Linked DNA regions of Zea mays: region 1 is linked to region 2. The links are chromatin contacts, called in public Hi-C maps. All regions are on one chromosome and are shown on one strand. The core of a region is the stretch at or near the end of the contact, and the rest is flanking DNA. Distances in the headings are between cores, read along the strand shown.

Region 1 (4,557 bases), core at 353-2,852, 230 kb before region 2:
AAAATCATTTAAGACCACCATGATTACATGATTGGGACCAAGAATTTGTGCAACACATAGGTATGTTAAAATCTCATGTTCTTCAGAGAATACATATACGTTGACATCTCGGCAGAACAAGTTGACTTTCCAGGCTATCAATCCTTAGATAGGTTGGTTGTGGCGCTATGCAAACAATTTTGAGAAAACGATATGGGATGGATGTCAAGTAACTTAATGCGTGATTATTCAAGAATCACTCAGTGATGACGCCGGCCCGTACAGACCTTACAGAAGTACTGTACATAGTTTAGGCTGGTTCAGGTCATACGTATGCCTACGAACAGCTGGGTCAGAGCTCATACCTTTGAGCAAATTTTCTAAGACAATAGGAAGAGCGATTCAGTTGACTCGACGATACAGCTGACTCCAATAGCCGCGCAAAATAACACCAGGGCCATGAGAATCGGTTCACTTGAGCCAAAACTTGTTGGCATCCCCGAAAACTATGAAATCGTCTTACATGGGGATGCTTGTACAGATCATGCAAAAAAATATGCTGATTGCAGGACCAAAAAAAAGAAGAATCATGTTAAATTTCAATGTCTCAAAAGAAAAATCTAGAGTAGAGTAGTATTCTACGTAGCACTTGTTCCCCCTAAAAATCTTTGGAAGTGTGAAAAAAAAATATGAAGCAGCCTATTTGGAAACAGGAGCAGAGCACTGAATTGGGCTACCTACCGACACATGCCATGGACAAAGTTTACTAGTTAAAATATGCATGCTGACGCTTGCAGGAAATGGAGAAGGTATAAAGATTCTTCTCTTTGGTTTTGAAAAAAAAAAGAGGTAGTGATGATTTAGGTTTCAGAAGAATCTTTATGCCTCAGATCATTGTCTCGCACACCTTCGTCGGAGACGCAGAGAGAGATTCCAGTGGCCAAAACCTGGTCTGAGAGAAAACGCGAACAGTATCAGGAGAGCAGACCAAAACCCGATCGAAGAGCAGTCGAGAGCTCCAGCAGGACGGGCCTCAGACCCCACTGAATTCATGCAGCATTCGGTGACCAGCAACATGAGCCGTGGGTGGTACACAACAAACAGGAAAGGACAGGAGTACAGATCTGAGTGAACCGAACAGCAACTGCTTAGCCGAGGGCATCAATGGCAGAAACCTCAAAACCCTCGAATCAGCAGTCGGAATCAACAACACGCCCTCAAAACCCAGCGTACATGCATGCCTATAGCCTAATAATAATACGTAGCTGCACAGCGAAACGAGCAAAACAAGAGAAGAATTGCCGCCATGGGATGGGGCCATGGCAGAGAGCATACGACGCTGAGAGGAATCTTGGCAACGAAACAGAGGCGGAGAAGAAAACAGAGGAAGGAAATCACCTTGCATCCCAGCTGAAGAGAATTACACGAGCGCAGAGAAGGAGAGAGAGAGAAGAGAGGAGGGAGGGAGATTTTATTATGGAGAGGCAGAAGAGGGTGGTCTGGCGGGGCGTCGGGCTGACGGTGACGGAGTAGCACTGGGGCTGTGGTGCGGGGAGGGGGCCTCGTGCAAGCGCCCGCGACGTCACATGATGGCGCGCCTTTCCCACGCGCAACCGCGCAGCGGCAGCTCACCTGGCTCCAGCGACCAGCCGGCGCGTCTCTACTGAGCGACGACGCAGACGGGGCTGCTCTGCTCGCGCTTGGCGTGTGTGGCACTGTGGCTTCGTTTATTTGCCGCGTTTTTGTTTCGAGGGAATTACTCAAGCTCGCAGTAGCTCAGCTCGGTTTGGCCTGGCTCGACGCATAGAACGAGTTTGAGCTGAGTCTGTTTTTGTGGCTCGTGAAAAGAGCGAGCGAGTTGGGCTCGGCTCGAGCTGGCTTGTGACTCAACCCAACAACAATTTATTATATATAATCCTAATTAGCATATAATATTAGTACTGAATAGATAATTAATTCATGTTATTTGATATTACTATACAAAATTAATCTATTTTCAATATTATATTAGTAATATATCGATTTTACTAATTTAAAATATGTTATTTAAAATATTTTTAAGATTTTAGATTATAATTTAGAGAACTTTATGGCTAGGCTCGTTGGTTCGATGAGCCGACTCGCGAGCTAATAGCGAGCTGAGCTGAGCTGAACCGCTTTTTCAAACTCATCAGATGAGCGAGCTAAGCTCGACTCGGCTCATTTCCACCTCTACATGGTGACCTCTTCTCAGGGTGCAGCTCCGCTTTTATCGTATATGTCTTTTTAAACAAATAGATAGTTTGTCTATATTCTGTTACCGGATGGTAACTTATCTTGCAAAATGACATTTATACCTTTGCACTACTATTCATTTTTTTATCATCCGTTCGTAAATTTACCCTCACTTTAATATATATTAAAATTTGAAATATAATTATAAAATAAATCTAACTATACATCTTTAAAATCAATATTTAAACTTGGAATATAAAAATGAATTTGGCATTTAATTTTGATAAATTTGACAATGTTGCATTTATAATGTTTAAAATACACTATAAGGGTTAGAATATTTTCAAAATAAAAAAATAAAATATTGTTGGTTTTCTCAAAATTTAATATCAAATCTAATTTACTTTTATCAATTTATAAATATTTTTAAATTCAAATATTAAATTGTTTTTTTAGAAATTTTATGCTTAGATTTTGTACCCCAATTACATTTCAAAAATTCGTTTTAAAGTAGGGGCAAATTTACAAATAATTGTTACAAGAGTATGACCGTCTTTTGTGGATTGAGTTACATTGTTAAATACAAATAGGGACAAACTAACTATTTATTTAAAAAAAGAAGAAACATACATGCAAACTTTACAAATTAGTGGTAAAAACATAGTCGCATCTACGACCAAGGACAACCGTACAACAACCCATTAGTGCATTGCAACAACAACCAATGTATAATAAATTTTCTCGTCTAAAATTATAAAATTACAATTCTTTATATATATAACATTAATATATCAAATTTTAACTTCTAATTTATTCTAGGGTGAAAGATATAAAAATAAAATCTAATGTAAAGAATAAAAATGATAGATTTTATATATCTCCTAATATAGAATAAACTAGAATTCAAAATTTCAATATATTAATAAAATTATAGAGTATAACTATAAAGTTTAACATTTTTATTAATAGTTCGATTATGTAACGATTGCATGGATTGCCTCACCAATGTCTACTTTTGTGAAATTGCCACCACACATGGTAGGTTTTGGAGTTAAGCTCTCACAGTGTGACCTCTAGACCATTTGATCTCGGTTTGACACCTTCGAGTAATTGACTAGAGAACTTCCATTAGTGTTAGATAGGTCGGTCCAATGAGCAGTTATTGGACCATATATATGCTCCTACTGTACACTCTAAAGGTTATGTCTAACATAGTGAGCTCACTGTGACCATTGTGTCTTATTTGGCTGAGGCTAATGGTTAGACACTCAGTTGTGAGATTGTTCGATGACTACAAATTTTGCTAGAGTTAATGTAACAACTACTTGATATGTTGAAGTGTACAAATAGAACCCTAACTTGTCCACTCTAACTCTATTGCCCTTTTGATCAGTTGAAGAAACCCTTTGGGGAGTGAGAATGATCCTATCTCTGGTGAGGATCATAAGAGTTGATAATCACATAATTAGTGGCCTCATTGGTGCATTGAGAGTAACTAGTGTGCATCCACTATTATCATTATCCTTGTCTAAGTCAAGCGAGAGTTCTTTATTGTTCTTTATTATTACTCTTGGTGGTCGGCATCACTTAAATGATTTAGTGGCGATTAGGAGTTTGGTGATCACCTAGAGAGCTTATGGGTGACCCAACTCAGGGTGTACTTGGTTGTGGATGGTTCACGATGCTCACATGGCAAAGAACCATCTCATATAGAGTATTTGGTTCTTGCACGATCAAGGGGGGCAATACCCCCCCCTTGATGAGGACTAGTGGATGGTTCACGATGCTCACTAGTGCTCTGATGAGGACTAGTGGGGAGTGTTCTTTAATATCTAGGAAAATATTGAGGTCTTTTTAATTTTCACTTTACTTTGAGCTTTTACTTTTGAGAAATTACATTTAAGTATTTACCTTGCTAGTGTCGTGCTAGTACAGGACTAGAACCTAGGATGAACCGTTGATCATTGAAACACTTCCTAGGCACATGGGGTGAAGTGGGTTAATTAATAGGTTTTATTTAATTATAGAGAACTCCAATTCGCTCCCCCTTAGGAATCTTGATCCTTTCACTCCCATAGATTTTAAGAGCACCTCTATTGAGACTCAGCCGACCAACCTAGTTCTTGAGTCTTCTCCTTAAACCTAGCTCACATCTTATTTTGTACCAGAGATAGCAGGCTACACAACTGCTGATAGCACAAATTTAGATGTTACACCTTATGTGCAACAGTTCAATCTCACTCCACACGTCACCACACCCAACACATCTATCTCTTCACCACCTATAGACCCTTAGGTTTTGGTGCTTGATACCGAAGGGGAAGAGGGAGTGAATATGTTAGAATCATGGGAGCGGGCGAGATG
Region 2 (4,385 bases), core at 391-2,890:
ATACAGGGACCGGATATTTATCCGGGGCGGATAAGTGATGGATACGGATATTATTTGATCGGATATCAGATACTTGTCGGATAATGCATTAATTGGTTATCATAAAATATTCTTGTTCAACCACGAAATTACAAGTAAATTATTAATACTAATAAACATTTAATAGAATATAATCTCAAGCTCCCACATAAATAAAAATGGTAAAGTGAAGTATTGGTTATGTTGAAACTTGAATACTTAGAGTGATTTCACGTGTAACTCACGCAATAAGTGGAAATAAAATAGAAGAAACGTTGACATCCTGTGCATTTTATGGTCTCATTATTTTTGATGACTATATGTGGCCATATGTTGTAACTTCGTATAATTTCATGGATTTCTGAGGTTATTTGTACATTATTAATTTTTTTCTACATAAAATCATCAAAATATATATAAAATTTATAAAATACACTAGTTTTGACCCAAAATTGCAAAAAACTTACCACAACAAATAAACATTCTATTCAAATATAACCTCAAGTCCCACATGAAAATGTTAAATGAAATATTGATTATGTTGAAGCTTCGATACATAAAATAATTTCACGTGTAACTCACGCAATACGTGGGAGTGGAATGGAAGAAACACCAACATCTTGTGGATTTTATAGTCCAAATATTTTTGAGAACTATATGTGGATATATGTTGTGTATTATTAATTTATGAATTCATGAATTTTTAGGCTATTTGGTGTATTATTAATTTATTGTTTAGAAAAATCATCAAAATACAATTAAATTCATAAAAATATTGTAGCGTCGACCGAAAATTACAAATAAGTTACCAATATTAATAAATAGTTTATAAAAAGATAATATTAAGTTCACACGGAGATAATCTTAAGTCCCCGCATGAAAATGGTAGTCTATTATTCTGATATAAATTTAGACATTATTTCAATGATTTTGGCCTAAAGATATGTTTAAACAAAAATGTGATGCACTATAAAGTTATAGATCTCTTTGAGCTCTACAATTTTTATATAAACTTTATATTCATCCGATTTCATATGTAAAAGTTCTGATTTTATAACTATATTATTTTGCAGAAAAAGAAAAAATGGGTACCCGAATTCCGAGTACCCGTATCTGACCCGAATATCCGGGTATTTACCGGATATTACTCGCTCAGTATCCGACCCGACTCCGAAGCTGCACTATCCGGGTATTACCTGTATCCGTCCAGAATATAAAAATATTCAAATCCGTACCCAAAAAATGGTTATTTACACTATCCGTATCCGGTACCCGACGGGTATATCCGACCCGTTTTTACCCCTGGCCTGCGAACCCTGGAGACCTCCTAAACACCACGCTGAGGTCGAAGTGACAGTGCAGACTTGGATTGATGGCGACAGTTCCGTCATCTCTCTCTCTGATCTCTGCGAGCTCGCTGTCTATGGTTATTCCCCACCTTCGCCTAGATTGGATGGACTATAGGGGTGCCCAAGGCTCCCTATTTATACTCAGGAATTGCCAGTCGAATCTTAACAGAAATTCATTAGGGGCGGTCGTACGTGCTCGAGTTTGTTACAACCAGCTCAAAGTGTTTATGGGAAAAGACCTGACGAGGTGGCTACACTCTTCAGCGCGTGGTGCTGCGTAGGTGGAGAAAGGAGCTGGGCCGCGTGGGTGAAAAAGAGGAAAGGTAATGGGCCGGGGCAGGGTTTCAGCCAGGCGAGAAAAAAATGGCATTTTCTTTTTCCTGTTTTCTTTACCATTCCAGTTTCCTTTTTCATTTAAACTCCAAATCTTCAATTTCAAATCTGAGCTTGAACTAGCAAATTTGAACATGAATGCAGCAAGCAGGAAATCTAAGCATGATATGCAAGGTTCATTTTATCTCTTTATTTGCTAATTATTCTATTCATTGTTTTGGTTAATGTTTCAAATACACAACACACATTATTCTCTTTTTAATACAATATTATTTTGAATGTCTAGTAAAATTAAAGTTCATTAAAAATAAATGTTCATTACCTATTTTAACATAAGATAGTTTCTAATGTATGATCTTATACGATTTAATTTAAATCTTGTGGAGAATACTTCTGAATATATAATTCAATGAAACTATTAATTCATATGAGGATCTTTTCATTTAATTTTTTATTAGAAACCACATTTATTTAGATCTTGGAAGAATATTTTTTTTATAAACCCCAAAATACGATTATGGGGTGTTACCATCGTCTTGGGTCTGCTTGATTTGCAGCCTAAGGAAGAAGTTGAGCTCTCCCATCTTGCTCTTCTCAAACTCGAGCACGTTCAAACGTCGGACACCCAGCTCCACAACAAATGTGTAGCCCATTTACAAGGGATTTGTACTCGACCACATTATTAGAAGCTTTAAAGTGGAGTCGCACAATGTACCACAGGCGCTCCCCTAGGGCAATGTAAAAACAAGGCCCGCCACTAGCTCCCCCTTTGTCATTGATCCATCAAAATGTATGATCCAACATTTCTCGGTGGTGTCGGCTCTAATTGGTTCTCGGTCCACTGCGCGACAAAGCCAGCAAGGACTTGTGATTTAATTGTCGCCCGTGGGGTGTAGGAGATCCCATATCCCATCAATTCAAGAGCCCACTTGGTGATTCTCCCAGAAATGTCTGGATTGCGGGTCACGTCGCCCAGGGGGAACGGAGTCACCATGGTAATAGGATGCAACTTGAAGTAATGCCTAAGCTTCTTTTTAGTGATCAGAACGACGTACAATAATTTTAGTACCTGGGGGATAGTGATTTTTTGTGCCGGTGAGGACTTCACTTATGAAGTATATAGGATGCTGAAGCAGGCGCGTGCCTTCTCCTTCCTGCCTCTCCACGACGAGCACTAAGCTGACCACCTGGGCTGTCCCCACGACGTAGAGTAGGAGTGGATCCTTGTCCTTCAGTGGGACCAGGAAGGGGGCTCGAGTAAAAAGGCTTTTGAGACTGTCAAGCGCCTCATGTGCCTCCACCGACCACTCGAAGCGGTCGACTTTCCTCAGTAGCTTGTAGAGTGGTAACCCGCGCTTGCCGAGGCATGACACGAAGCGGTTGAGGGAAGCCAAGCACCCCATAACCCATTGGACACCTTTGAGGTCTCGTATGAGCTCCATGTTTGTGATGGCGAAAACCTTTTCCAGGTAGGCTTCGATTCCTCGCTTGGAAACCAAGAAACAAAGCATCATGCCACCAGGAATGCCGAAGTCACACTTTTTCATGTTTATCTTGATATCGTTGGTTTTTAGCTTGTCAAATGCCTCTCTTAGGTCATGGATAAAGCTCTCAATCTGTCGAGTATTGACCATGATGTCGTCGACGTATGCCTCCATAGTCCTTCCGATCAAATCACCGAAACATTTGACCATACATCGTTGGTATGTGGCCCCTGCGTTCTTCATACCGAACGACATTGTTACATAACAGTACGAGCCGAAAGGGGTGATGAAGGATGTCGTGGGATGGTCGGATTCCTTCATCGCGATCTGATGGTAGCGTGAGTAGGCATCGAGGAAGCTCAAAGCCTCACAACCAGATGTTGAATCAACCACCTACTCGATACGCGGGAGGGGGAACATATCCTTTGGGCATGCCTTGTTCAAGCTAGTGTAATTGACACAAATCCTCTATTTCTTGCTTTATTTTTGGACCAATACAGGGTTTGCCAGGCATTCAGGGTGGTTGATTTCTCAGATGAATCTGGCAGCGAGGAGCTTGCCGATCTCCTCCCCAATGGCCTTGCGTTTCCCATCGTCAAAGCGGCGCAGCCGCTGTTTCACACGGTTTGACCCAGGGTTTATTTGTAAAGAATGCTCAACGACTTCCCTCATAATGTCCTTCATGTTAGAGGGTTTCCAGGCAAAAATGTCCTTTTCTGTAAGGAGGAAGTCAACGAGCGTGCTTTTCTATTTTTGAAGGAAGGCTGGAGCCAATGCGTATCACCTGCCCATCAATGCACTAAGGGTCCAAGGGTATCTCCTTTACATCGTTCATTGGCTTGAAGGTCGCACCTGTCCTTTTCACGTCGATCAGTTGCTCGTCCGTGGCCTGCAGTACCCTTGAGAGCTCCTGCTTGGCGGTGGTTCCCTCAGCTAGGTCGTAGCACTCAACCTTGCATTCATACTCGTGGAGTACAGTGCTGCCCACGGTAATGGTGCCTGCAGGGCCCAACATTTTGAGCATCAGGTAAGTGTAGTTGGGGATGGCCATGAACTTCGTGTAACACCATCACCCAAGAATGGTGTGATAAGTCCCCTGAAATCCGACCACTTTGAAGGTGAGGGTCTCAGTCCTGAAGTTGGCTGGCGTCCCGAAGGTAACCAGAAGGTCGATTCGCCTGAGCGGGGCCGCTCGCTTTCT

The links. Hi-C and Micro-C count contacts between places; a contact is called where the count stands out from the background.
Region 1: a Hi-C map of tassel shows a contact between it and region 2, with 4 times the contacts expected there. The contact joins the promoter of LOC103653668 here to the enhancer-like site in region 2. A contact is called at or near these places in 3 of 25 Hi-C or Micro-C datasets (ear, leaf and tassel) and 1 of 3 datasets of contacts at active chromatin or transcription factors (leaf).

What each region holds. Positions count from the first base shown.
Region 1 is chr4:129,801,479-129,806,035 of Zm-B73-REFERENCE-NAM-5.0, reverse strand. It overlaps LOC103653668, which reads right to left and starts at 1,602. Exons shown (of 2, transcript XM_008680501.4): 1 at 1,378-1,602.
Region 2 is chr4:129,575,171-129,579,555 of Zm-B73-REFERENCE-NAM-5.0, reverse strand. No RefSeq gene overlaps it. Among protein-coding and RNA genes, the nearest start is that of LOC542670, 61 kb to the right of the region's middle. Within about 2 kb of position 1,640, at least 13 of the 20 cell types and tissues checked have an H3K27ac peak or open chromatin away from gene starts, as enhancers often do. A contact at or near this core is called in ear, leaf and tassel, where this site is marked.